Regions from separate parts of the Xenopus tropicalis genome. Here region 2 is linked to region 1. A link is a contact called in public Hi-C data. All regions are on one chromosome and are shown on one strand. Each heading gives the region's core, a stretch centred on a gene start, on an enhancer-like site or on the middle of the called end of the contact. The rest is flanking DNA. Distances are from core to core; before and after follow the strand shown. Region 1 has its middle 66 kb from the start of prdm1. Region 2 has its middle 53 kb from the start of prep.

Region 1 (6,227 bases), core at 2,471-4,970:
TGATTTTTTAAACATACTCTGTGGTTTTAAATATATTTCTAAATGTAGTTGCAATTGAAAGCAGCATTTGTTGATCCCCTTCTGTTTTTGGGGCTCTGATTCTTGATATATTGTAGCAGAAGTCTGTTCAGGCCCAGATTTTTGGAGAGGCCTGGGACCTCTCCCCGCTGCTCCATATGTGAGTGTAAACTTCCCCGGGGGGGGCCTTTGGGGCACCCGGATTACAAATCTGGCACTGAGTCTGTTCTTCTCCAGAACTGTCAATCATCTGGGTTCTGCTGTTACGTTGTGTACACGAATATATATATATATCAAACTCAACAGTAGAAAGCACTCACAGGTATAGCATCAATCAAGTCAGTGATTTATTTCAGCATACCATATATGTTGGGGTTGTTTTCTCTGGAAAAGAGGCGCTTGCGAGGGGACATGATTACTCTGTACAAGTACATTAGAGGGGATTATAGGCAGTTGGGGGATGTTCTTTTTTCCCATAAAAACAATCAACGCACCAGAGGTCACCCCTTTAGATTAGAGGAAAGGAGCTTCCATTTGAAGCAGCGTAGGTGGTTTTTCACGGTGAGGGCAGTGAGGTTGTGGAATGCCCTTCCTAGTGATGTGGTAATGGCAGATTCTGTTAATGCCTTTAAGAGGGGCCTGGATGAGTTCTTGATCAATCAGAATATCCAAGGCTATTGTGATACTAATATCTACAGTTAGTACTAGTGGTTGTATTTATAGTTTATGTATGTGAGTGTATAGATTGGTAGGTGTGGGTTAGGTGTGCTGGGTTTACTTGGATGGGTTGAACTTGATGGACACAGGTCTTTTTTCAACCCTATGTAACTATGTAACTATGTAACTATGTAACTATATATATATAAGATTGCAAGTATCGGCACTCACCAGTCCAAAGGCAATAGCCGGGTCCTAACCCAAAAAATGCATCCACTGTATATAGAAAGCACTCACTGCCTCACTGTCCAGAAAAATGAAAACATTTTATTTAAACACTACTAGTGAGAAAAAAATGAAGGCTGCGGCAGATAACTAGTTCCCAGGGCCCCTATCAGTGGAGGAGAGGGGGTACTGTTGTGCTGGGCCCCATGATAAATGACCCCATGGCCAAAATGTTGGTACTATGGGCATGTGTTCATGGGACCCCATATAAATAACTTGTGTGGGCCCCAAATTTTCTGATGGCAGCCCTGCTGATTCCTGGCTACAAGTGCATTCAAATACTTTAGTACCGTTGTTCAGCTTGTAAAAAAAACAGAGAACAAACATTTCCAGAACACAGGCTCAGTAGCAAGAAAGGCCCCTGGTCAGCTGGTATCTCCTTGCATACCCTGCAGATGCGAACCATTTACCTGTTAGCATCCACAAATGCCTTATATTCTAATATAAATCCAGACTTGACCCTCCCAGCCATTGCCTGTTACAGACTAACTGTCTCCACTCACATAATAGGGGAAAGAGTTGAAAAGTGTGGAGCAGGAGAGATCATTTCATAAGGTAATGGCCAAGGTGCATCACTATGGCAAGGCTGGGCCCCCACTGGGAAGCGCAACAGGTTAAAATAACCAGTCCCTTTAATTGTATCAGTGTTTCAGCGTGATGCCATTTAGCCCCAGAGGTACCGCTCGCTGCTTTACACTTCCATCAAAGCTCCTTGTCGGGATAAAACAATTATCTGGGTCCCCCTGTGCGCTGTTTATTTACTGGAAATGCGGCTCAGGAAAAGTGAGGGACTGTGTGTAGTGTATGACTGTGTGTAACTGTGTGTAATGTGCTGTAATGTGTCCCCACTGAGCCGGGAAGCCTTAAATGTATATTGCAGTGTATATTGCAGTGTATACTGTCATTTCTGTTAGTGTGAAACCAGAATATACATTATACTCGTTTCCACAAGAATATATATATATGGTTTTTCACCAATTTTATTTTATTTTACCAATATCTACTGTATTTCGATCCGCTAATATGGATAGATGATGATGATGATGATAGATAGATAGATAGATAGATAGATAGATAGATGATGATAGATAGATAGATAGATAGATAGATAGATAGATGATAGATAGATAGATAGATAGATAAATGATAGATAGATAGATGATAGTAGTTCATGGTAAAATCCATAACTATACATTGAGACACAGACCTGACAGGCAGTGGGATAATAACAGAATAGATATAAAGCTGTTAGCTAGTTCAAGATAAAAGTGAATTTAGTAGAACTTTCTATCTCCCGATCACCGACATGCTAGAACATATTTGTGTGTATGGGTTGTCTATTTGGATCGACATTGGTCTGACTTTGTTGTACAACATTATGGCCATTAGGGATAGCCACCGTGGCAAAACTAGGGCAAACTGATTGTTCATTCTTCATTTGTCAGCAGAACACATTCAACTGATAGAGATTTGTCTCTCCTGGCTTTTAGGAAATTTGCCCCATATTGCTGTGGAATAGGGGAGTAGTGAAAACATTTATGAATTTAAACAATCAAATATACCAGTTATTTGGTTCATGTTTGTGTGTCTATGTGCAATTTTATTTAAATCATTATTCTAATACAAGCGATCAAGGTCAATATAATATAATAAAGGGTCGGACGCTGAGATCGGTCGTTGGCAGGTCACATCATTTAGATTCCTATAGGTAATAACAAATTCCCGTGCTATTTGGCTATTTTACTGTTTTGCAAGCAGGTAGATTTTCAGGCTGACTCTTCAAAGGCATCAAAGGGAAGTGATAGATTTGGTCAGAACATAAAATTCCCTGTTTCCAAAGAAAAAGGCAATGATCGGTATGACTGTGAGTCTCACACCATGGCCTCGCCCTACATTAGTACTTTGATGTAGCAGATAAAGACAGGTTAGTGGGAACTTGGAATTCTGCTACCTCAAATAAGAGAGCACTTTAGGAAATTGTAGGGCCAAATAGGCAATAGGTGTGAGGGGGACACACCCTCCCCAAATACACTGCCAGGGGGAATGGTATTGGCCAAGCTGCCTGGGATGGTACCAAGTCAATTGGTGCTACTAGGACCTGGCACTATTTATCAATTATTATTATGTATGTGTCTTTGTTTAAGTATTTTAGTTCAGTCTGGTTCTTGGTTACTTAGTGTTTATTTTACTCATGAAGAAGAGTAGAGCTAATTGCTATATATATATATATATATATAAGGATCGCTGGCACCAGTTGGTATAAACTTGTGTACTTATATACTGTTTGGAATCACCTACATTTGTTAGTGGAATTAAAGGGGACCTTGAATTCGTCTGACTTAGAATGGACACCTTCTATGACAAAGAAAGGGAACCTTTGATTCCCCGCATGTTTCCCAGCAAGTTCCAGCAGTGAAAGGGTTAATGGATACTCTCTTCATCTCTCTCGGGAAGGTGAGGAGAAATTGATACAGTGGCTATACATTCACCTGCCACAAAGTAGTCCATTAATATTAATGCAAGTGAGGTGTCAAGCACAGAGCCTGGGAACACAGGGAAGGTGTTAACGTATCTCCTGGGCTCTGCTCTTCATTAGGCCTGGCAGATCGGTGTCTGTATCGCGAATGAATAGTGCATGAGGCGCAGGCTGCTGCTGCCACTGATCGCTTTTCCTATTGAGTTTCCCTGGCTGCTGCCGCTGCCGCCGCTTGTACAACATAAGGGAGAGGATCAGGTGAGCAAGGGCAATCACGTGACGTGCCCTGGGGTGAAGTTGCCCGACTTGCAGGGTGTGAGCTTGGGGCCATGAAATCAGATAGTATTGTGGCGTGTGATAGACAGGGGGTTACAATCTGGGGCAATTACAGTGTAACTGGAGGCTTTTAGGCACGGGATCCTAATAGAGATCGTGCGCAACTATTATTTGGTTTACAGAAGACCAAAAAAAATGTGGTGGCCCTCCAGCTGCTGGTACCTGAGTCCCACATGCCTACTCTGCCTAGGTACTCTGTAACAGAAGGAGGATCGCATATCGGACAAGCCCCTCCCTAATAATCGATGTCGTTCTACCTACAGCAATCCAGCCCCATAGCTGGGCCCCATTGTTCCCCCTTGCCTGCATATGAATGTCTCTCTCTCCCTCTCTCTTGGGCCTCTCCGGCAGAACAATGTGCTTGTGTGTGTGATAACTAATGATTCTGAGAAATGATGGCCAAGCCCCTCAGGTAACAAAGGTTACCCGATAACCACATCTCACAACAGCCCCCTTTCTCATCCATTAATCAGACAGGTCACCCAGGGGCTGGCACCCACAGGACTTTTACTGAGTCTAAGCCCTGCTAATTAGCTGCTGAAAAGGGCCAGCAGATCACTAGCTTTCAGCACTGGCAAATGACCTTTCATTTTCTGCCCTTGCCAGTGGGAAACATATATATTGCAATGTTTAAGGCAAATTTCGTTTCATATGCTTAATATGTTCATGTATTTGGGCTACATTCGTTCGTTTAACTTTGTAAATGTATTCTGTATTTACGATATGGGACTTCATTTATGTATAACTTAACTCTATATTCTGGAGTGAATGGTTTTCGTTTAATGGCATGGAATCCTTTACCATTCCACCCTATAAAGCTGGCCTGGAATACATTCGAATGAATTAACTGACAACAGATTGAGATGTCCCCATATCAATATTCGTGCAACATGGTACTGTATTTAAAACAATTCGTTTAAGCGAAACACAAATCGATGCAGCAGTGATAATACTGAATTAGGGCCATACCGCTGTATTAAATAACGAATTTAGTGTAAAGTGGTAAACACATCTTTATACCTGCATAATTATCGGAAATGACTCCCTCCTAATATTTTTTAAGTAATTGGGGGAGAGATGCCAGATTTTAGTGATGGACAGGAAGTTGGAAGAAATATCTCCTAATTGCACATGAACCTATTTGCTGAGCTCTCCACTTTCTTTAGGTGGGATGATTAATTGCACTGACTTGTCACATTCTATGCAAAGCTGCCTTACCTAGGGCTGTAATTGTTTCATAGCGTTAGTTCATTATCCCACCCCCAGCCACCAGATTAACACTTGCACTGTATGCATAAGGCTGGAGGCCTATACTTTTCCATTTAATGCAGTGTTGTTGTTTTGTTTTGCTTTGAAAGAGCAATTCTGGGCACTGTTTGCAGATCCAGGTAGATTTAATGGTGGCTGCTACAGCTCAGTACAACACACAGTTTAGTGGGCCAGAAGCACTTGGGCAAACTAAGAGGCATTGTCATGCAAGAATGTCCCTGAGCCTTTCATCTGATAAGGGTGGGTAAAGCCGTGGGGTAGAACAAAGCCTTGGGTGTGGTGTAGAGATGCTGAAAGAGAAAGGAGGGTTATACCTGGGAGCCTGCAACAAACGGATCTTTCACTTTTAGGAATAATAAAGGACAAACTGTGCCAAAAGAAAGAAAAACTCCCTTTATGCCATTCCATAATATACTGCCCATGAGCTTTGATATCATCATGCGAATGGTGTTCCCCATAAATGTGACTAAGTCTAGGGGTAAAGAAATTCATTATGCCATATCGTTTTGATGTGACCGGATAAAATGTGTGGTGTGTTATCTCTTTACACCTCTGTTAAATATAGTGTTCAATAGATCACAAAAATATATACAAAATTATCGAGGTATATAATGATTAAAGGGCATCAGTGAAGCGAGACATCTAAGCAACTCCAGGTGTTTGAAGGTTTTGTACTGGAGCAAATATTCCCCAACCCGATGTGCATACAGGCAGCAGGGTGTACAATGGCATAGCGTGAGAAAGCAACATGGCAGCAGCTACTGGTCCTTTATGTCCTTATGTTTTAACGAAAATGTAAGAAAAATGTAATAAACAAATGCAAATGGTACAATCAGCAGATGAAGAAATGTCAACCTACCAAATTCCATAATAAAAAAGATGACTAGTATATATGTAAAAATAACATACCTGCCGAATTTTGCGATAATGCGTTTTTATTAAATGAGAGGCAAATAAATAATCAGTGATATAACTTTAGTTAGTAAGACAACATAGAAACCGGACACTCTTCCGTTAAAGAAGAACTACATCGAAAAACTGCTTATTAATGAAAGATATGCAATTTTAAACCACTTTCAATGATGCCTTGGTGAATTATTTCATTTGGTTTTATAGTTGTCTGCACTCCTGGTTCTGACTTCTGAAACAATGCCGAGGAAACTTTGAGCAGAAATGGCTTCTGTTA
Region 2 (6,227 bases), core at 1,273-3,772, 180 kb after region 1:
CATAATTCACCCCAGGTTTACAATCAAAGTACCCAATCTGTGTTTATACAAACTGCAACATGACATGACAAACCATTGATATATTTTCCTACCGAACAGGAATAGAGTCAATTGTTTTAATAATACAAAAGGCACTTCATTAAAGATCTTCTGAGAACTAACATTACATCTAAACAGGACTACAGCAGGGATACAGAGGAATAGAAATATGAGTTAAGTGACAAAAACAAATGACAAAGCTTGATTTATTCATTAGAAAGGTATCTGAATAAGGCCAAATAAATTGCTCAACAAATCAAGATACATAATAAATATTAGCACTTTCTGATTGAAAGGCTGGAGACAAATGTAGAAAATGATACAATCCATAAAGAAATGATTTATTTGCCCATAGATTATATAACAGTATTTACATAGTCTTACATTTTTCAAGAAATATGGTTGAATGTATATTAACATTTTTAAAACTGTGACCTCTGTATATTCTGTTTCTAAATGCCATATCCTTTGTGTCTAGACTCTAAATTAGACTATTCCTTAGCCATCACTGGCCACCTTGGGTGATTTTTCTGCACATGCAGGATTGCCTTAGGCCTGAAGGATTTTGAGACACATATCTGACCAAGATTAGATCAGCTATTTGTAAGTGTTTATGTGAGCTTAACCTGTTTACTAGTCGGGAGTGTAAAGCCTATGATCCTTTGGGAGTTTCTCAGTTTCTGAAAGTGATTATCCATTGCATTTACCCACAAACTCAAAACAAGCCTCCATTAATGGTTGTGGTAGTCATACTATGTGAGGTAGGATTTGTTAAAGAAGACATTGGCATAGTCAGTTTTAAAGGCATAGGGCCTTCTTTACAAACAGTGGGCAAAGTGCTTTATGCAAAAATTGCAAACATTTACCAAGTCTTAACCCTCAATGCAGAATTTTGTGCATGGGATTCTAGTGCCATTGAGAAAATTTAAGTCACAATTAACAGGCACTATGTCATACATGCTTTAGATCCTACAATATAGATGTCAAATACTAAAGAGGTAAGATGAAAATGCTTTCATCTTGCAGCTGTATTTGCACCTAGAACTTTGCCTTGTGTTGTGGCTGGTAGTGTTACGTTACAAAGGTGGAAAAGAAATAACAAACTCCACCTTCATGTTATCCAGAACGTATAAACTTCGGCAACAGTGCTTCTCCACATGGCAGTGTGGCTTTAGGGACACCTAGCAGGGTCAATATGAACAGTGAGGGTGATGAGAGCCTGGTAGGCAGCTGTATCATAAATTATAGCAGTGGCGTAACAATAGTGGAAACAGAATTCCAGTCCCAGGGGGGGCTGGAAAGTAGGGGCTGCTTTCTCTATTGTTGCAAATAAATTCACACATAAGAGTGCGGGCGGGAAATGGGGATTTATTTTTGTGCAGGCCATGGGACATGAGTGGGTCACAATTAACAGGCACTATGTCATACATGCTGGGTAAGAGAGCCAGATAGGGGTTTGCTACTTTGCCCTGGACCCCTCTAGATTGCAGGAGGGCAGCGCAGAGTAGTTATGCCACTAAATTATAGTTAATTATTCATTGTGGGTAAAGACATTTTTAGACTTATATACATGGTTTGACATTGTATGTATGTATGTATATCTTTATTTATAAAGCACTACTTATGTATGCAGCGCTGTACAGTAGAATACATTAATACAAACAGGGTGTTAATAAGATAATAATAGATAAATACAAAGTATAATAATAAATACAGATAAATACAGCTGCAATAAGATAAGAGTCAAGGACACAAGAGGAAGGAGGTCCCTGCCCCGTAGAGCTTACAATCTATATGGGAGGGTAACTAACAGACACAAATAGGCAAATATAAGTGCTGTAGGTCACAGTGGGTGACATTACAGTATAAGTGCTAGTTCCCAGATCAGGTGCTGGGCGAGTGCTCCAAAAGGTAGTCTTTAAGTTTAGTTTTAAACTAAGAAGGCTAAAGAATAGGCTACTTTTGAGTAGTCTGGCCGTATAGGACAATTCATATCCAAATCAATATATACTCAAGGTTTGTTTAGATATCTTTTGGTCAAGGTGGAAAAATTATTTGTTGACCCCAGGGTCAAACATTCTAGTGCCTGATTTGGCCCACTGATGATACTGTATTTGACCAGCTTAATTCATCAACTGAATTATATGTAGAGGAAAGTCAAAATATTCTACTTATCTGATTTTCCTCACTGAAAAGTAAACCAGTGAAATTCCCAGCCCTGGGGATCCTAATGTGTGCCAAAGGCAAACCGTCATTATAGAGAAAGAAATTCTGCGTGATTTTGCATCTGCTTTAAAGCAGTATTTTGTACTATTGCCTTTAATCATAAGCAGCAAGTAAACATGCTTTCTAGAAACTTAAAGGGGATATTTTAGTGCCATAAATGTCGAATCAGGTGTTGCTCCTATTGTTAAGCTTGTGAAAGCAACATGCTTGGGTAGTGTGGCCATGACAATTAAAAGCTTAAAGGAAGTGCCACTGAAGGAATGAAAGTATCCCAAGGGTATGCAAAAGAGTAGCTCCAGGAAAGGAGATCAGTGAACGGGAAAGAGGGGGCACTAAAACAAAAGAGGAAATCCTCCTTGACAAACAGCCTAATGTGCAGGAGCAGGTAAATCCTCTGGGACGTCTTGCAGCCTTCTTCCCTCACCTCGCATTCCTTCTGTAAAACTACCAGTGCTGTAGTTTAGCAAGATTAGAATTGTTTAAAGCCAAACTAAACTCCAGCTCCTTAATAAATCGCAGCTGGGATGGGAATTAGGAAATGTATTTTTTTTAGTGCAGCAGAATGAATCTGAGCATGGCACTTTCAGCATTATTAAATGTACCTGAAGGAGAAACCAAAAATAGAATTGCAATACATTCTTTATATTTAATATTAAATGGTAAAACAGGTTTAACTGAAAGGAAAAGAAGCAATCAGCAGTAAGCAGAACATGCATCATTTTCCACTTTTCTTTACATTACTGTTTTGAGTTAATGTTAAAGTGTCCAATCCCACAGGCATTTAATAGCAAACAGCAGCCTGACACATTATTTTACTGGAAGGCCTGGTAACTTCCAAGAAATCCCAATCTTTAAGCTGTGATCTTATCAGCAGACAATAGGCTTTACTTACTCAGAGCAGAAAGTTAGTCTTCCCCATAGCAACGAACAGTGAAGTAAATGGGGAAGACTTTTGATCACCCCAGGAACACATCTGGGAGAAGGCCATTGGCTGGAGAACTGTAGTTTAATAGCTGATTGGTTGGGTGGGTGAGCGGGAATTCTACAGAATAGCTGGGTGATAACCAAGAGGATCAGTTTCAGCTAAGCAAGAGAAGTGTCCCCACCCGCCCGCCCTAGTTGGCTTTGGTCAGTGGTAGTCAGCGTAGTATTCATTTTGATGTCACGGCTTTAGGAGGGGTAGTGGGGTCCTTGGCAATGCGGGCAAGTGGTGGTAAATGCAGCCAGCCATATCGGTTAAAGGCTTTCTTTGTTTTGGTGGGTTCAGTTGTTGTGAGGAATGAACTGAATCATAAAAGATCCTACAGTTGTTGGGTAGCTGGAGCCCCTGCGTACCCATAGGGGCCAGGATGATTGCGGCATATGGCAGATACGGGCTCACAGTGGTGATGGTGGTGTTGGTACTTTAATACGTCAAGGTTTTGGAAGGGAGCGTCCGATTGCCAAGGACCAACTAATTTAGGCTAGTTGTTTTAATATTGATCTGCTTACATCTATGTTAATTTATGTAAATGTTACCGTTATTTATGCAAAACATTTTTTCCAGGTTAATATGAAATTGTTTGGAGAATTTTAACTGTGAACATTTAATAAAGCTGTGGCTTGTTCCACATCCAACAAGTCAATTTGGTGTTGTGGTGTGTGTTATTTTACTGGTAAGAAGGTCGGCTTGATGGCAAGTAAGGAGGCGGTATTGCAAGTTGATGGGATGGATCAAAGGATTACTATGCAAAATCAGTGCGATTTGTCATTTTTTTTCCACAATGCAGTTTTTCCTAGAATAATAAGGATTATTACCTGTACATATACACAGTCATAAGGTAAATAGACTAATGGATCATGTGTCTGCCCAATGACTAATCATTGGGCAGACACATGATCCATTAGATCAGGGCCTGGTACACTGTAGAGTGAATAAAACTACAGGAAGATTTTACTTATTTATTTATAAATAAGAATAGGAGATGTTAAGGTTGTTCAGGACATCATTGTGCTTTAAAAGGTCCCAATTTTCAAATATCAGTATTGGCAATTAATTAAAACTCTGGGCTCCTGTGGTGTGTAACTATAACACACCATGATGCATGACGCTGTCTGAATGAATGAAGGCATTGGTGCATAAGAGTATATTTATAAAGCTTTTCATTAACGTAAGGTAACTGAGTAGCCCAGTGTAAAAATTAGCACCAGCTTGAAAAATGCAATGTAAAAAACTGCATTCGACATGCCTCTTATCATGCTGTTTTTAGGGCCCTTACGCAGTATGTGCCTAAATAAAAAGATGTTCCTTATGGGAGCGCATGAATAAACACCCATGCATAAGAGCCCTTATATAGGTCCTACACCAGAATTTTGTTACTGGTTACATTTTTTCAATTGACTTGAGTAAGTTATGCCAAGTAAAATATTGGTGCAAATTATGCAAAGATACACATCAGAATACCTCTTAAAGGACAATGAAAGGTTAATATAAATTAAAAGTAAGTCTAAAGGCATTTTTTTAAGTACTTACTGCATATCTAAATTCCCAGATCCCTGCTTGCTTCTCTGAGATATGGTGCTGGCAGCCTACAGCAGTGTGAAGACTACAGTGACATCACTGAAATCTCTCTCCCCTTCCTGTAGGCTGCCAGCCTTTCTCTCTGAGCATGTGTGTAACTTGATCCTGTCTCCTGTTCTGAGCTACACATACCCACCAGCCAATCACAAGCGGATCTGGCAGAGGGGAGGGGGGGGAGGGAATGAAACACATGTGCAGTATGAAGCAAGGAGGGAAAGGAAGGGAGAATACCTTTTTAGAGATGGCTGCCTGTTCTAGAAAATGTGAAGTAAGTGTGACTGAGTAAATATTTGATTAGGTGAGCCAAAAGTGTGGCGTTTTTACTAAACAATAGGAGGACTATTGGGCAGTATGCTTTTTAAATTTTGACTTGCATTCTCCTTTAATTGTATTAAATTGCTATGTTTTTCCTATTAGAAAAAGGAGGCTGTTAATGTTTTGCTCTTTAAGGCTAGTGCCACACTGCACTGTTTGCCTGGATGTTACTTTGGTTTTCATTTAATAATTGCCACACTTTTGCCTAATCTCTGCTTAAACCCTTACTTATTTTACCTTTCGGAACGTAATGTTTCAACATTCACAGTGTATACGATGAAGATCACTTAACTATTGTTAAACTAATCACCCAAATATAGAGTTGACAAATCCCCATAAGGCATAAATTGGCTTCTATGGCATCACTTGGCTTAGTAAAGTACTGGAAGAAAAGCTCTTGAACAGCTAAACACATGAGTTGCTTGCATATATGCAAACATGCATTCCTCAGCCATCTTCTGTTGTATAACTCGATATGTTTGTACTTTACAAAAATGTATTAATAAAAATAATAATAACCTCTCATGTTTAACTGCCCAATGTACAGGAAATATAGGAATGGCAGAATGTGGTTAGATTCTTAAGTATGAAATCTAAAAAATACTTAAGGTAAGATGCTTCCAGTGACATGTTTAGGCAGGCGCCCTTTGGAAGCCAGAACGTGCATGGGATGCTCCTATGAGTTGGTGAGTGATAAAAATAAAAACCATATTTCATTCATCTGCATATTTCATTGACAGATTTACTAGCATGGTTTACTATACAATGCTATTTTTATGCAGATTCCACTCGCATCTAACAGTCATTCGCAGAAAAATGTTCCATGTATCAGTGAAAGTTTTACATTACTTCCAGTAATAGGATGAAGTGAAGCGGTAGAATAATACAGATTTCATTGACCTTACTGATAAAAGCTTTTAGGGAAGGAGTGCCACTTTTATGTATTTTCTTAAGCAGAAAAGTGTTATTGCACAGACCCTTTGGAAGCAGGATGAACTGGCTGCCCACTGATGTCTAATCATCTGAGCATTCGGGTAACTGCCATAGCTACATGTTTTTGCCATAAATGGCACATTCCACAGCTTGT

The links. A called contact is a pair of places that touch in the nucleus more often than the background predicts.
Region 2: a contact with region 1 is called in a Hi-C map of neurula embryo, with 2.3 times the contacts expected there. The contact joins two enhancer-like sites. A contact is called at or near these places in 2 of 5 Hi-C or Micro-C datasets (neurula embryo and tailbud embryo).

Annotation. Positions count from the first base shown.
Region 1 is chr5:79,587,026-79,593,252 of UCB_Xtro_10.0, forward strand. No RefSeq gene overlaps it. Among named protein-coding and RNA genes, the nearest start is that of prdm1, 66 kb to the left of the region's middle. Within about 2 kb of position 3,721, at least 4 of the 11 cell types and tissues checked have an H3K27ac peak or open chromatin away from gene starts, as enhancers often do. A contact at or near this core is called in neurula embryo, where this site is marked.
Region 2 is chr5:79,771,774-79,778,000 of UCB_Xtro_10.0, forward strand. No RefSeq gene overlaps it. Among named protein-coding and RNA genes, the nearest start is that of prep, 53 kb to the right of the region's middle. Within about 2 kb of position 2,523, at least 1 of the 11 cell types and tissues checked has an H3K27ac peak or open chromatin away from gene starts, as enhancers often do. A contact at or near this core is called in neurula embryo, where this site is marked.